2 separate regions of the Ovis aries genome follow, and region 2 is linked to region 1. Evidence: chromatin contacts called from public Hi-C data. All regions are on one chromosome and are shown on one strand. The core of a region is the stretch at or near the end of the contact, and the rest is flanking DNA. Distances in the headings are between cores, read along the strand shown. Region 1 overlaps TRERF1 (transcriptional regulating factor 1). Region 2 holds the start of TRERF1 (transcriptional regulating factor 1).

Region 1 (6,975 bases), core at 1,642-4,141:
AGTCCAACTCTCACATCCATACAAGACCACAGGAAAAACCATAGCCTTGACTAGATGGACCTTAGTCAGCAAAGTAATGTCTCTGCTTTTGAATATGCTGTCTAGGTTGCTCATAACTTTTCTTCCAAGGAGTAAGTGTCTTTTAATTTCATGGCTGCAGTCACCATCTGCAGTGATTTTGGAGCCCCCAAAAAATAAAGTCTGACACTGTTTCCACTGTTTCTCCATCAATTTCCCATGGAGTGATGGGACCAGATGCCATGATCTTTGTTTTCTGAATGTTGAGCTTTAAGCCAACTTTTTCACTCTCCTCTTTCACTTTCATCAAGAGGCTTTTTAGTTTCTTTAGAGAAGGAAATTCCTTTCTTTTTTTTTTTAAATTTTTGTGCTTGGGGGAGTAGATATCTATCTGCCCCATGGGTACCAGTGGCTCAACTGTTCTGACTTCAGGTTTTATATAATGCCCCCACTTTTTAGCCTCACACTTGATTCCTGCCCTCCATTGCCCTGGCATCTTTGAGTCATGAGCCTCTTGGCCATTCTGCCAGGCTCTCAGCATCTGAGCCCACTCCAGGGTCAGGCTCCCTGTGGCTGCAGTATCAGTTTCTAATCTTGCATACTCTGCCTTTTTTCCCAGTCTCTTTTCCAATAGCCCTTATGTGTTTCCTTTGTTGTTTAAAATTATTTCACTCTCATCTTGGTGATGATGTGTATAGATGATGAGACTATAAATGAATACAGTTAACTTGTTGTCCACCATCTAAATTAGGCATTTTCAATCCTAAATCTACCTCTTTTAGGATTTATGAGTTCCTTGTATTATAAATATGTCTATCCAATTCTTACTTTGTTTTAACTATCAAGTTCCGATCTCGTACTGACATTGTTAAGGCGATATTAGTTGCCATAATCATCTCCTAATTTTCAGGGGCTTACCATGATTAATGTTGTTTCTCGCAGCTCCAACAGTCAAATGGAGTGTTCTGACATGACTGGCCTTCTTTCACAAAGTAATGCAGGGACCCAGGAATCTTATGACTCTGCTATACTGTAGAGCAGGGATCCCTAACCTCCAGGATCTGATGTCTGATGATCTGAGATGGAGGTGAGATAATCATATAGAAGTAAAGTGCACAATAAATGGAGTAATACAGTTGGATCATCCCCAAAACCACCCCCCACCCTGATCCATGGAAAAATTGACTTCCACAGAACCTGTTCCTGGTGCCAAAAAGGTTGTAGACTGCTGCCTTAAGAGGATATATTCTCAACTGGGGCAAAATTAGTTCTTGGGGCTAAAAAACAAAAAAATCCTACATTTTGATACATAAATCACAGACATACATATGGTCCATAAACAGATACACAGTGCATTAAAATTCCACAGAGGAAGAAACGACGAAAAAAGTGCCTGAAAAGATCGCTTACAGGGGCAACAGTGATGAAAAAGGGCTACAGGGCTGAGGAGCATCCTGTGTTCAGGTAAAAGGGAGAAAAGAAGGTGGTGAAGGCTCACTCACTTCTTAACCATCTTGGCCCCAGAATGACCGACATCTCTTAGCCCACATTCCATCGGTGAGAACTAGTCACGGGTCCCATCCTGACACAGGAGGAGCCGGGAGGTGTAGTTCTGGGCTGAGCAGCTGCCTCTCAGTGACAACTCCTAGCTAAATAAGGGGGAAACACACATTTTGGAGAGTGGCTGGCCTCCAAACCCAGGGGCCGGCAAGCTTCAGCTGCCTCTCAGTGACAACTCCTAGCTAAATAAGGGGGAGACACACATTTTGGAGAGTGGCTGGCCTCCAAACCTAGGGGCCGGCAAGCTTTGTCTTAAAGAGCCAAGTGGTAAATGTTTCAGGCTTGCAGGCCGTGCGGTCTCCATCACAACTGCCCAACTCTGCCTCTGGTGGCCAGAAGCAGCCACGGACACTGTTGGAGTGAATGGGTGTGGCTGTGTTTCAATAAAGCTTTATTTACATAAACAGGTGGTTGACTGGCCTGCAGGCTGTGGTTGACCAACTCTTGCTGATCCCTCCACCTGGTAACCATTCCAGGGCTTTTCCATTGTCCACTTTTCCTTGTGTCTCAGGACCTAACCCACATTTTCTCCATTCCCTGTGCCTAGATGGGACCTTAACTGCCCTCAACTGAGTGAGGAGGGTGAGTCCGTGGTTTTTCTATGAGAAGTGGTATGACTCACCCCAGCTCAGTGAAGCGCAGAGGTCCCAAGTCTGGAGAAAGGGAATGCATTTTGCTTGCGACAATATATTAAGCCACCCCCACACCTAATCTCCACAGCCACCAGCCATGGCACACGTCTTAAGCGGTCAGAATATGGGGACAGTTCCTGTATTCAGCGCTCAACCCTTTAAAGTACCTGCAGGAGGTGAATTAAGCCCTCAGAGGATCTGGGCCTCTGCTTCTTATAACATGAGAGAATACACCATATTTTCAATGGGTTATATCCACAATGAAGGCGAATAATAACATGGCCATATATTTATGTTAGAAACAGGATGTAAAATTATATATACAATATGATCTCAACCATCATGTCTTAAAAATTTAGTCAAAAAAAAGGGGGGGTAAATATTCTCACAAGGATGATGAGTGGCTTTTTTTTCTCTTTTGTATATGTTTAAAACTTTTACAGTGAGCATGCTTTCCAGGCGGAGAAGAATAAATGCTGTTTTGAAACTAGAGAGGCAGAGAGTCAGGCTGAGTGGTGACGGGGCGTCTGCCCGCTCGTGTGCACGCGAGTGGGCCCAAGGACGCCTTTGGCAACTCTGTCCGAACAAGTCCCTCTGAGGCAGCCCGTGCCGCTCACCCTCCCTCAGAGGAGAAAGGCGTCTTTACATAGCGACTGTGGAAGGGCTCCAGCCTGCTTCTCTGCTGAGAAATTCTTCTCATTTCTAAGTGATGAGAACCTCATCTCAATTCTTTTTCCGCTGAGGCGGGACCAGCCTCTCTGGATGAATCATCGAGATTTATCAATAGGGTGAGGAGGAGGGGTGTGCCTGGGGTTAACTGCGTGTCACAGGCATTGGTCATCTCGGCCACTCCCCTGTGGGCTTGCTCGACTTTGAGGAGAAATGAAATCACTTGCACCCCAAAGTGCTGTCTGTGTTGACCACCAGCCACAGTGGCCTCTTCCGGGTGCCCCGGCTCCCAACAGAGCAGAGAGAGCAACCCATGCCGCCATCCTAACCAAGTTCAAGATCGTACTGAAACGCCCCTAATTGTCGGGATCCCTCTCGGTTCCTCATTTGCCTCTTCCAGGTATCAAGTGGTTGGGTCCGGGGGCCTTCCCTCCTCCTATTTCACACCCACCTGAGTTCCTTCTCTTCAGCCCTTGGCTGTTTTTTCTGGGGATGTCGTTCTTGAGTCCTGGGTTGTCCACACACTGGCTCAGCCTGTGCTCTCTGCACTCATCAGACACGTCACGTTCTGCAGCCCTTAGCCCCTTCACTAGGACGGGGTGGCCCTCTCCCCTCACCCAGGGGCCTCTCTCGAGTCTCCAGGGACATCAGCTGCTTGAACACAGCTCCCGTGGCCTGTGTTTGCTTGCCCATAGCCTGCATTTGCTTGCCCATGGCCTCCATGCCTCTCTGTGATCAGCCTCCTCTGTCTTTGTTTCTTGCGTTTTCCCTCCAGTTGAGGTTGGAGGAAACTTATCCCAGCTCTTTGCCTCCGCCCTGGCTCCTGCATTCTGAGAACTGAACTTGGCTTCCTCTTTTTTTTTAAATCTCCACACACATATCCCGGACACGCCTGTGATGGACGGGCATGAGTAAGGACCACACTCGGGCAGTCACAGGCACCCGTGTGTGTCTGTGTGCACAAGAAATCCTTACGGTGACTTGCGAGACCTTATACTGGGCTTCTCAGCCCCAGCACTACTGACATTTGAGCCTAGTAATTCTGTGTTGAGAGGGGCGGTCCTGTGTGTTCAAAAATACTTAGCAGCCTCCCTGGCCTCTACTCACCAGATGCCAGTAGCACTCCCCTAGTTGTGACAACCAAATATGTCTCCAGACGTTGACAGATCTCCTCTGGAGGACGAAGGCGCTGTGGGTTGAGGACCCGTACCCTGTGTGATGGGGACCTCCCCTCCCACACCGCTTCTCTGCTCTGTCCTGCTGAGTACACTGATCCCTGCTGAGGAACCTCGCTTCAGTTGTCCCCGTTGGATGCTCAGCGTCCTCCACTCAGATCTGCTCAACCATCCGGGCCTCAGCTCAACGGACACCTCCCCAGGGCCTTTCCTGAGCGCAGTCCATATTTCCATGAGGACTCTCCGGGGCACACGGCCTCAGACTTGGAGGGGAGAGCTGAAGAGGGGTGGGTGGCAGAGTCAGAAGGTTGCAAAGAAGCCCCTGTCTCCTGCTTATGTAATCACTCTGCTGGGAGAGAGTGCGGTGGGGCTCAGCAAGCGAGTCCCTGGCTGCTTGTCATGTGAAGAAAACTGATGTGAACGACACTTTTCCTCCTCTGCTTCCTGCTCAGCTTTTTTGTTCTTTGTATGGTGAATAATGTGACTGCAGGAGGAGCCTCATCCTTGGAGTTATTTTTACAAGGTCTCCTCTCTGCTGCAGATGACTCAGAGCTGGGGCCTTCTCTTGAACACGTTCCTTGGGAAATGCCAGGAAGATGCTGTGCCCTAGGCGAGCAGGGGGCCAGAGAGGGTGTCCTGGCCCCCCTGACCGCACTGGAGCCATGTCCATGGGGCTGGAAGGAAGGCCTTGCTGAACACTGCTTCTCCCAGTTTCCCTCTGCCAAGGCCAGCCCTGCCTTTTTCTCAGCACCCTTTTCTGCCCCAGCAGAAATGACAGCCTGCCAGTCTGGAGAGGAGAGAGGGACTGACCGCCCCCCTCCGAAGGTTGGCACTGCAGGCTGCAGGTAGACCAGGCCCCAGAAGGCTGGTGGCTCTGGTCTGCTATTGCTAAGTCAATTCAGTCATGTCCGACTCTGTGCGACCCCATAGACAGCAGCCCACCAGGCTCCACCATCCCTGGGATTCTCCAGGCAAGAATACTGGAGTGAGTTGCCATTTCCTTCTCCAGTGCATGAAAGTGAAAAGTGAAAGTGAAGTCGCTCAGTCGTGTCTGACTCTTCGCGACCCCATGGACTGCAGCCTACCAGGCTTCTCTGTCCATGGGATTTTTTAGGCAAGAGTACTGGAGTGGGTTGCCATTGCCTTCTCCAGCTCTAGTCTAAAGGCATGCAAACCACCTGGAAAGCAGTCACAAGGCCCCGAGGGAAAAGGAGAACAACCTGTTCTCACGTCTCCAGCCACTCCTGGCATCAAGACCCAGGGAATGTGTGTTGAATAAAGAAACTAATGAAAGGGAAGCACCTTTTCGCATGTAAAGCTGAACAACCTGAGCGTGTGTCCAGCCCAGAGCCGCGTGCCGTGGAGGATGGCTCCCCTGCTCCAGAGGGTGCACGTGCCCAGACCTTGGCATGTGGACCGGAAGCCGTCGTCTCTCTTGGCTCAGGCATCATCTGACTCGACCCCTCGTAACCACTCCGAGGGGCAGGGGTGTCGTTTCCTTTTTCAGAGGATCAGGGAGGTGGATGGCATGCCCAGCGCTGAGCAGTTAGTGACCAGCACAGCTGTGTTCCTCTGCCTTAAGTCTGCCCACTCTCTGGCTTTCTCCCTGACCCTGTGATGCTGTGGAACTTCAGAAACCCCAGAAATAGAGGTCCCCTGCTTTTGGGAAACACTCTATACCCTCCTTCCATCACAGCTGCAGCACCCTCCTTCAGCAGAACCGGTCCTCTCCCTTCTGTTCTGCCTATAGTGGAATGGCAGGTTCTCAACCACCTGCTACCCAACAACCCTCAGAAGAATTAGGATGTGAAGGCCCCTCTCAGTCACCTCTGCTCTGATGGTTCTGGAGAAAGGGACTGATTGGGGAATACACCCTCTTTTCCTCCTGCTAATATGCCCTAGCTCCCAAGTCCCTTTCTTATTGTCTTCTCCCAGGTCACACAATCCCCAACTGAAAACCCTGGTGAATGGAAAGGGTTTCTAGTTGATCATTTGGAACTCAGAATGCCTCTCACAGATGTAGCTTGAACATGATGCTGTCATATCTGAGATAGAGTATTAATAGCATCGGCCAAGTAGAGAGCTAGCGTTAATATTAATGATTTCATTAATTGTATGTGCTCAGTTGCTCCGTTGCGTCTGGCTCTGCAACCCCGTGGACTGTAGCCCGTTGGGCTCCTCTGTCCATGAAATTTTACAGGCAAGAATACTGAAATGGGTTATCATTTCCTACTCCAGGGTATCTTCTCGACCCAGGGATAAAACCTGAGTCTCTTGTGTCTCCTGCATTGGCAGGCAGGTTCTTTACCGCTAATGCCACCTTTCATTGATCAATTAACTAATAATAAGTCATCACCACCTCTTGCCTGGAAGCCTGTAGCAGGCAAATAGACCACAGGTCTGGTCTCTTCCACTCTTATTCTCCTATAGTGTATTCGCTATGTGAAAAACTAATCAAGCCCCACCTCGCCTGTGCTCAGAGAGGTCCAGTGGGCTCCTAGCCTCATGTCCTGGCTCCCGCCTGCCTCGCTGACTTCACCAGCCAAACTTTTCTGGCTCCAACAAGTTCATTTCACCAAGGGACTCAGGAGCTGCTGTTCCCTGTGCCTAGAACTCTCATCCCGTCTTGAATTACTGGGTACAGTCTCAGTTCATTCAGATCTCTGTCAGATGTCGCCTTTTCAGGTGCCCTGGGCACTTCAGATAGATGACCTCAGATACCCATCCCCATCACTCCTCTGCCCCCCTCGCCTTCGAAGCACTGATCACATCCGTTTCACTGCTGGTGTGTTTGTTTACTTGGGTCCTGTTAGGTTCCTCCACTAGAATGCCAGCTCTGCAAGGGCAAGGGCCTGGTTCATTTTATTGGCTGCTCTGCTTCTAGCACTGGAAAAGTACCTGACACTTGATGGGTGATCAGA
Region 2 (6,042 bases), core at 914-3,413, 130 kb before region 1:
ACCTTAGTCACCTTCCCTCTGACACTCATTCTAAGAGTCCAGAACCAGTGCTCCCAGATTTGGGGTTGTTGAGGGCTGAATCTGTTGGCTAACTAAATCCTTTGTAATGTGTATTGTCTGTGCATTTATAGGTGCTGTCAGAGTTTACTAGGCCCTAGGCAGTTTTTGCTGGTAAGACTCTGAGGCCCTGATTTTCTAGAGTCCTTGGGAAAGGAGGGTAAAAAACCCCACTCACAAGTAACCAAGAACTTGCCTAGACTCTGTTCTAAGGCCTTTACATGTACGAACTCATTAAAATTTCACAAAACACTACACTGCGGGTACCATTATTCTGATTTTACAGGCAAAAAACTGAACCAAGTGGGGTTAAGTAACTTGCCTAATAAGGTCAGAGCCTGCCCGGCTAACTACCGGGCTTACTACCCCTCTGTTGGCAGTGGGCTAAGCATGTAGGGGTCCTTGGAAGGCGAAACGGGCATCCTAGGCTGTGCAGCAGCAATACTTTAGGTCCCCAATCCTTCCTTTTAGCTTAGGAGCAAGAAAGACCAGGGTGTCAATTTCCTCATTGACCGCAGGCAGGTTACTTACTCTCTTCAAGTCTCAGGTTCCTTATCTGCCCCAGGGAGGAGTTTTAGATTAAAAGACCTCTCCCTGCATTACAAGTGTGGGTGTGTGCTGGGGGGTGGGAGGTGGTGGGGCTGAGGTTTCTGGGCGGTACTGCGCTGCCTTTCCTAGATCTCTTGAGGAAACAGGGTGTTTTGAGGTTTTGTCCCCGTCAACTCCCACCCAAGAGGTCCGGTCCCCAGTCAGTGATGGCGCTCAAGCTTGGCTATTCCTCCTCCACTTGGAAAAGGGCTGCTACTGCGGCCAGCTTCGGCCACAGCCCAGCTGCTGCGAGGTCGAGGGTGGGTCTTTTCTCTCTGAAGGAGTTAGAGCTGAGAATGTATCCTTTGGAAGGCTTCTTGGAGGTAGTGACATTGAGTCGAGTCTGAAGGTCTAGCAGGAGTTAGTCAGAAGAGGTGGAGGGGGAAGGGTTACCCCCGCCCCCAGCCACAGAACAAAGAAGCACTACCCGGCTTACAGTAGAGGAGGAGGAGCCGTGAAAGTGGAGGTCTGTAGGGGCGAGATCGCGCGGGGGCTTCGGAGCTTTATTCTAAGAGCAACTGGGAGGGGTTGAAGGAGTGTAGTCCGGAGTTGTAGGAAGACTCTTCTAGACACTTAGGAAGAATGGGTCGGAGGGGGGTCAGGAGGCCGTCGCAGAAAGCAATCGGGTTGCAAGATGACCTACGACTGAGGAATCAGAATCTTTCTCAAACCCCACGACACTGTGCGCTGTCCCTCGACTTTCTTTGCTTCTGTGGAAGGGCTCCCTAAAAGGGTAGGGCACCGGCCAAAGGCTCATAGAGCGAAAAGAGCGCAGAGCCCCCTCTTCTTTCGGGGGCTCTCTGGTCCAGGTGCCCCAGAATTGATAGGGTTATGCGGGAGAACTCAATACTGCTGAAGATGGAGAACCGTTACCCCTCAAAATACACAAAACCTCGGCCGCTTTTGGCAGCAGCCTTCTCTGCCCATGACCTCATGCTTTAAGCTCCCATATAGCCTTCCCCCGCCCTGTCCACACCCGGCGCCCGAGTGGGGGTGGGGGACAGTGGCGAAGGGCCGGGGAGCGGGAGCACCTTATTTGTGCTGCCCGAAGATTTGGGGGAACGGGCGCAACGATTTTCCCATAGTGAAAAACGCATGGCTTAACTTTCTCCGGAGCAAAAAGCACTCGCAGTCTCGTGGGATCTCAACGAGAGCGATGCCCCCTACCCAGCTCGAGGTGGTCTGTACCACCCAACCATCTTTGGTTCACGTTCCCTTGAACCCGTGAAGCCTCCTGGAAAGGCTGGCGTCCCAGGATGGACCGAAATGCCGGCTGCGCCTTTGAGGGACCAGGGGGCTGTCCGGCTCTCGCCCCCCTGGCGCCGCCGAGGTTTGAACCCTTGGCTCGCCTTTCAGCCCGCGCCCTGCCCCCTGCTCGCAGCTGCTCTCGGCTCGGGTGCAGCGGTTTCCCCCGCAGAGGAGGAGGAGACTGAGCGAGGAGCGGCTCCCGGCTCGGGTTTCCGCACCAATGCCGAGCAGCCCCGGGCGGCCCCCGGCGGCCGGCCCTCCTCCCCGGCACCACGTTCCACAGTCATGGCGCACGAGGAGGGGCGAGCGCGCGCCGCGGCGGCACCCGCGCCCCCTCCCCTCCTCTCCGCCGCCCGGTTCCGGCCCCTCTCCTAGGCAACCTCCCTCCCCGGCCTGCTGCGCAGCGGAGATGGAGACCCTTCCCCAGAGGGCTGCCGTTCCAGCGCCGACTGCAGCACCCCCTTCCCGCCCCCATAGGGGCGGAGGGATGGGAGCCGCGCGCTTCGCGAACCTCCAGCCCCTTCCCGGGAGCCTCAGCCCCTCTCCCAGCCCCATCGAGGCCGGGTGCAGTGGTGGGTAGGTGCAGACCGTCTCCTCGCAGCCCACCCAGACCTTGGCATCTCTGCAACGCCTTAAAAAATAAACAGAAAACCCAAACCCCAGTCGCTAGATTGCAAAGCGCGTTACAGTAACCGGGACGGCTACGCAGGAAACAATCCTGCACTGGTCCGGGTCTCGAGCGGCAGCTCCCCGGCCACGCCGCCTTCTCCCGGGCCTCGATTTTCCGGCCTCGTCGGAGACTCTGCCACACCCCGGGGCTGACAGGTCCCGCGCGGGGCAGCAACTTGGTCCGCGCCCCCTGCCCCATCCTCGTCGAGTCTCGCCAGCCTACAAAAGGTGCAACCTCACGCACAAGCAGAGCACACATAATAAGGTCGACAGCGCATCGCCGGGGAGGCTGCGAACAATGCGCCGGGCGGCCCGCGCCCGCCAGAGCGCGGCGCCCCGGGGGACAGGGGGCGCGGGCGGGGGCCGCGGCGGAGGACCCGCCGGCCGAGGCGCTGGACACCTTACTTCCTGCTTCCCCGCCCGCGGCCAGACCCAGCTCTGCGGAGGGATATCTCTCCCCTCCTCTGTCCCTCTCTCTCCCTTCCCCCGCCCCCCCCCTCCTTTTTGCTTCTGCTTCCCCCCCCCCCTCCACCACCCCACCCCGCCTTTCTCCTTTTGCAAGAAAATAATTTGACAGTCGATTTGCTGACAGGGGAGGAATTTGCATCCTGGATTAAAAAAAAAAAAAAAAAGGCCGAGAGGAGCTTGGGAACGGTTGCTAGGGGTGGGTAATGGGTGAAAAAAGGGGGGCGCCGGGGAGCGGATAAGGAGGGTTAAGGGAGGGGGCGAGGGTGGGGAGCAATGCAAAAGGTAAGGCCAGGTTACCGCGGCTCGGCCCCGAGTGGGCTGCGGCCGGGGGAGGGGCGAGAGATACATATGTATTTCTGTCTCCCTAGCACACCCCCTTCCCTCTAAGCGATGGCTGAGAGGCGGTGCATGCAGATGGGGAGTAAGTTTCCTGAAGGGGAGGGTGGATGCACGCGCGCGGCCCCGCGCTGCAAATTTCCACCGGGGAGGGAGAGTGGCTGGATGCGGAGAGTTTGGAGTTGCTTGCGGCGGAGGGCAGGAAGGGGAGCAGGGCCGGGAAAGGGGGCTGGCGGGCGCTATATCTGGGAGTAAGTTTCCAGGAACGGGAGAGCCTGCACGCTTGCTCGCTAGTAAGTTTCTGGCTGGGGAGGGCGCGTGGGGAGGAGAGGGAGGGGTGCATGTATACAGAAGGGGGGAGGGGGGAGCAGATTTCCTGCGGGGAGGCTGAATGCATATGGAGAGTAGATTTCCTGAAGGGAGGGTGGAGGCGTAGACGGACCGAGTAAGTTTCTTGCTGGGGTGGTGGCGGAGCTGCTGGGTTGGTGCTTTGGAAACCCAGCGCTTCCTACCCGGGGTGGGGAAGCATGCTGTTGGGTGGCGGGGGGTGGGGGGGGGGGGCGAAGGGCCAGGTTCCCTGTTGGGGAGAGGGGCTTGCATCTGGGAGTATGTTTCCTGGCGGAGCGATATTTGTTTACAGGCTGAGGGCAGTACTGTAAGTGAGTAGCGCTTCGAGAAGGCGGCTCTGACATAAATTAATATTGAAATTACTCCATCAGCTCTGCTCGCCCCTCATCTCACCCCCCAGGCGAAGACTGGTCTTCTTGTCGGATTGCCCATGCACTTGTTGCAGAAACAGCCAAGGTAGGCAAGAAGCTTGTTAAGTTACATTTTTTAAAAAATTAGTTGGGGGATGCTCCGTGAGAAGACAGGGGAGGGGAAGGAAAAAGTGGGGGGATGGATTAGGAGACGTCTCCCCCCACTTTTTTACTTTCAGTATGTTCGCAGGGCCTCCTCTCTGCTTCCCTTCTTCCCTCTCCCCTCTCTGCACTGCACAGCATCCCAGCAAAGGGGGAGGGGTGAGGTGGGCGCTGTAATTGGCAGCCCCAGCTTAAAGGGTGATGGTGGTGGTGAAGCTTGCAGTTGAAGGTTGTGCTATTATAAGGCCTTCATTCTTCCAGCCAAGAAACCGCAGGACTCTAGGGATGTGCTTTTTGGGGTTTTTGACATGATGCGTATGTGTATGTATATGCTCCTGTGGGCTCTTCGGGGGCTGGGTACTCCCCAGAAGTTAAAGTGGCCACCCAGATGGGAGAAATGTATAAGGGAGTAAACCTACCCCTTCACTCCCCAACTTCACTTCGGGGAGGCTGAGAAGTTACTGCTGGTGGTCTGAAGAAATAGATATTTAAAAAACAGCACAAAACCACCCATTCACTGGCAGAGGCCAAGAGCACCTGGCGGGCAGCCTCTGGCCAGTACTGGGCTGGAGCATGTGCGCCTGCCATCCTTAGGTTAAAAGAAAATGACTTCTGGTTCCTCCGTGTGCCTTCGACTGGCCCATTAGAGCCAGCTTTGTGGAAACTCTTCCCCACGCTAGACGAGGCTTTGGCAAGTGAACGTGTTGAAGCGGGTTGCTAACAGCATGGCCCCAGCTGTCTCCTGAAGTGCATGGAAGTGATGCTTAGGAATGACGGATCCAGGGATGGCTGAAGAGTTCTTTAAAAAATGCCGGCTGTTTGCACTTTTTAGCAGGCCATGGAGCAGAGTTTTACATTGAAAGAAAGGAGTTTTACATTGTCCCAACTGGTACCAACCTCCTGCATCACTTACTGTCTCAGGAAAGCAGTCTGGTGATGGAAAATGTGGTTTTGGTGCTCAGTGGAAGGATAACGAGGGGGAGTCGTCAGCGCTTAACTAGTTAACCTGCCCTCTTTGCTTTTCTGTGCCTCTTTTCTTGGTCCTCAGCCTACTGGTTTCTGCAGATGAGTTGTAGGTCTTTGGCTGTCAGCTACCTTTATTATGCTGGGAGCTTTATTTATTTCCTTATTATCCTTTAACTGGAGTATAATTGACTTACAGCATTGTATTAGTTTTAGTTGAATAACATAGCAATTCAGTATTTTTATACATTATGAAATGATCACCACCATAAATATGCTAGGAATTTTAACTTGGTCAGGATAATTTTAGCATCAGGGATTCAAACCAAGACATGTTTAGAAGAGTCAGGGAGTAAACAGTAGGCAATGTGGTTAAATAAAGTTGGTTAAGCTTTCTGCAGTTCTGTAGACAAGCTCAATACTAGCAGGGAAAAAAAAATCTGTTTTAAAAAAATGAGCTCTGTACATGTTACTGATGGAGAGTTTTTTTTTTTCTTTCCTTCCTGTCATCAGATTTCCAGATTGAGAATTTGATATTTGGCAGCTTGAGAGTTGAGTTAGTTGGGAATTAAATATTATTGCCACTTATCAAGTGTTCCTAACTAGGCATTCGTTAAACAAATTAGCTATTATTTTTCCCCTGCTGAAAATCTGCGTCTGGTTGATGTATATGCTGGGAAGGTAAACAAAATCTTTATGTGTGTTTATCCCAGGGAAGGGGAATTATTTACATGTCTACCCTTGAAGCCAAGAGCAGTCATTCAGTGTTTTTTTTTTTTAATTTATGAGATTTATTTTATTGTCTTGCTTTGGCCATTAATCAAGTCACAGGAGCATTTTTTCCCTCTTCTGA

What was found. Hi-C and Micro-C count contacts between places; a contact is called where the count stands out from the background.
Region 2: a contact with region 1 is called in a Hi-C map of skin fibroblasts, with 2.4 times the contacts expected there. The contact joins the promoter of TRERF1 here to the enhancer-like site in region 1. A contact is called at or near these places in 3 of 16 Hi-C or Micro-C datasets (blood and skin fibroblasts).

What each region holds. Positions count from the first base shown.
Region 1 is chr20:16,047,992-16,054,966 of ARS-UI_Ramb_v3.0, reverse strand. The region is part of intron 2 of TRERF1 (transcriptional regulating factor 1); the gene reads left to right. Among named protein-coding and RNA genes, the nearest start is that of MRPS10, 84 kb to the right of the region's middle. Within about 2 kb of position 2,891, at least 16 of the 54 cell types and tissues checked have an H3K27ac peak or open chromatin away from gene starts, as enhancers often do.
Region 2 is chr20:16,176,017-16,182,058 of ARS-UI_Ramb_v3.0, reverse strand. TRERF1 (transcriptional regulating factor 1) reads left to right here and starts at 2,163. Exons shown (of 17, transcript XM_060403632.1): 1 at 2,163-3,226; 2 at 4,086-4,170.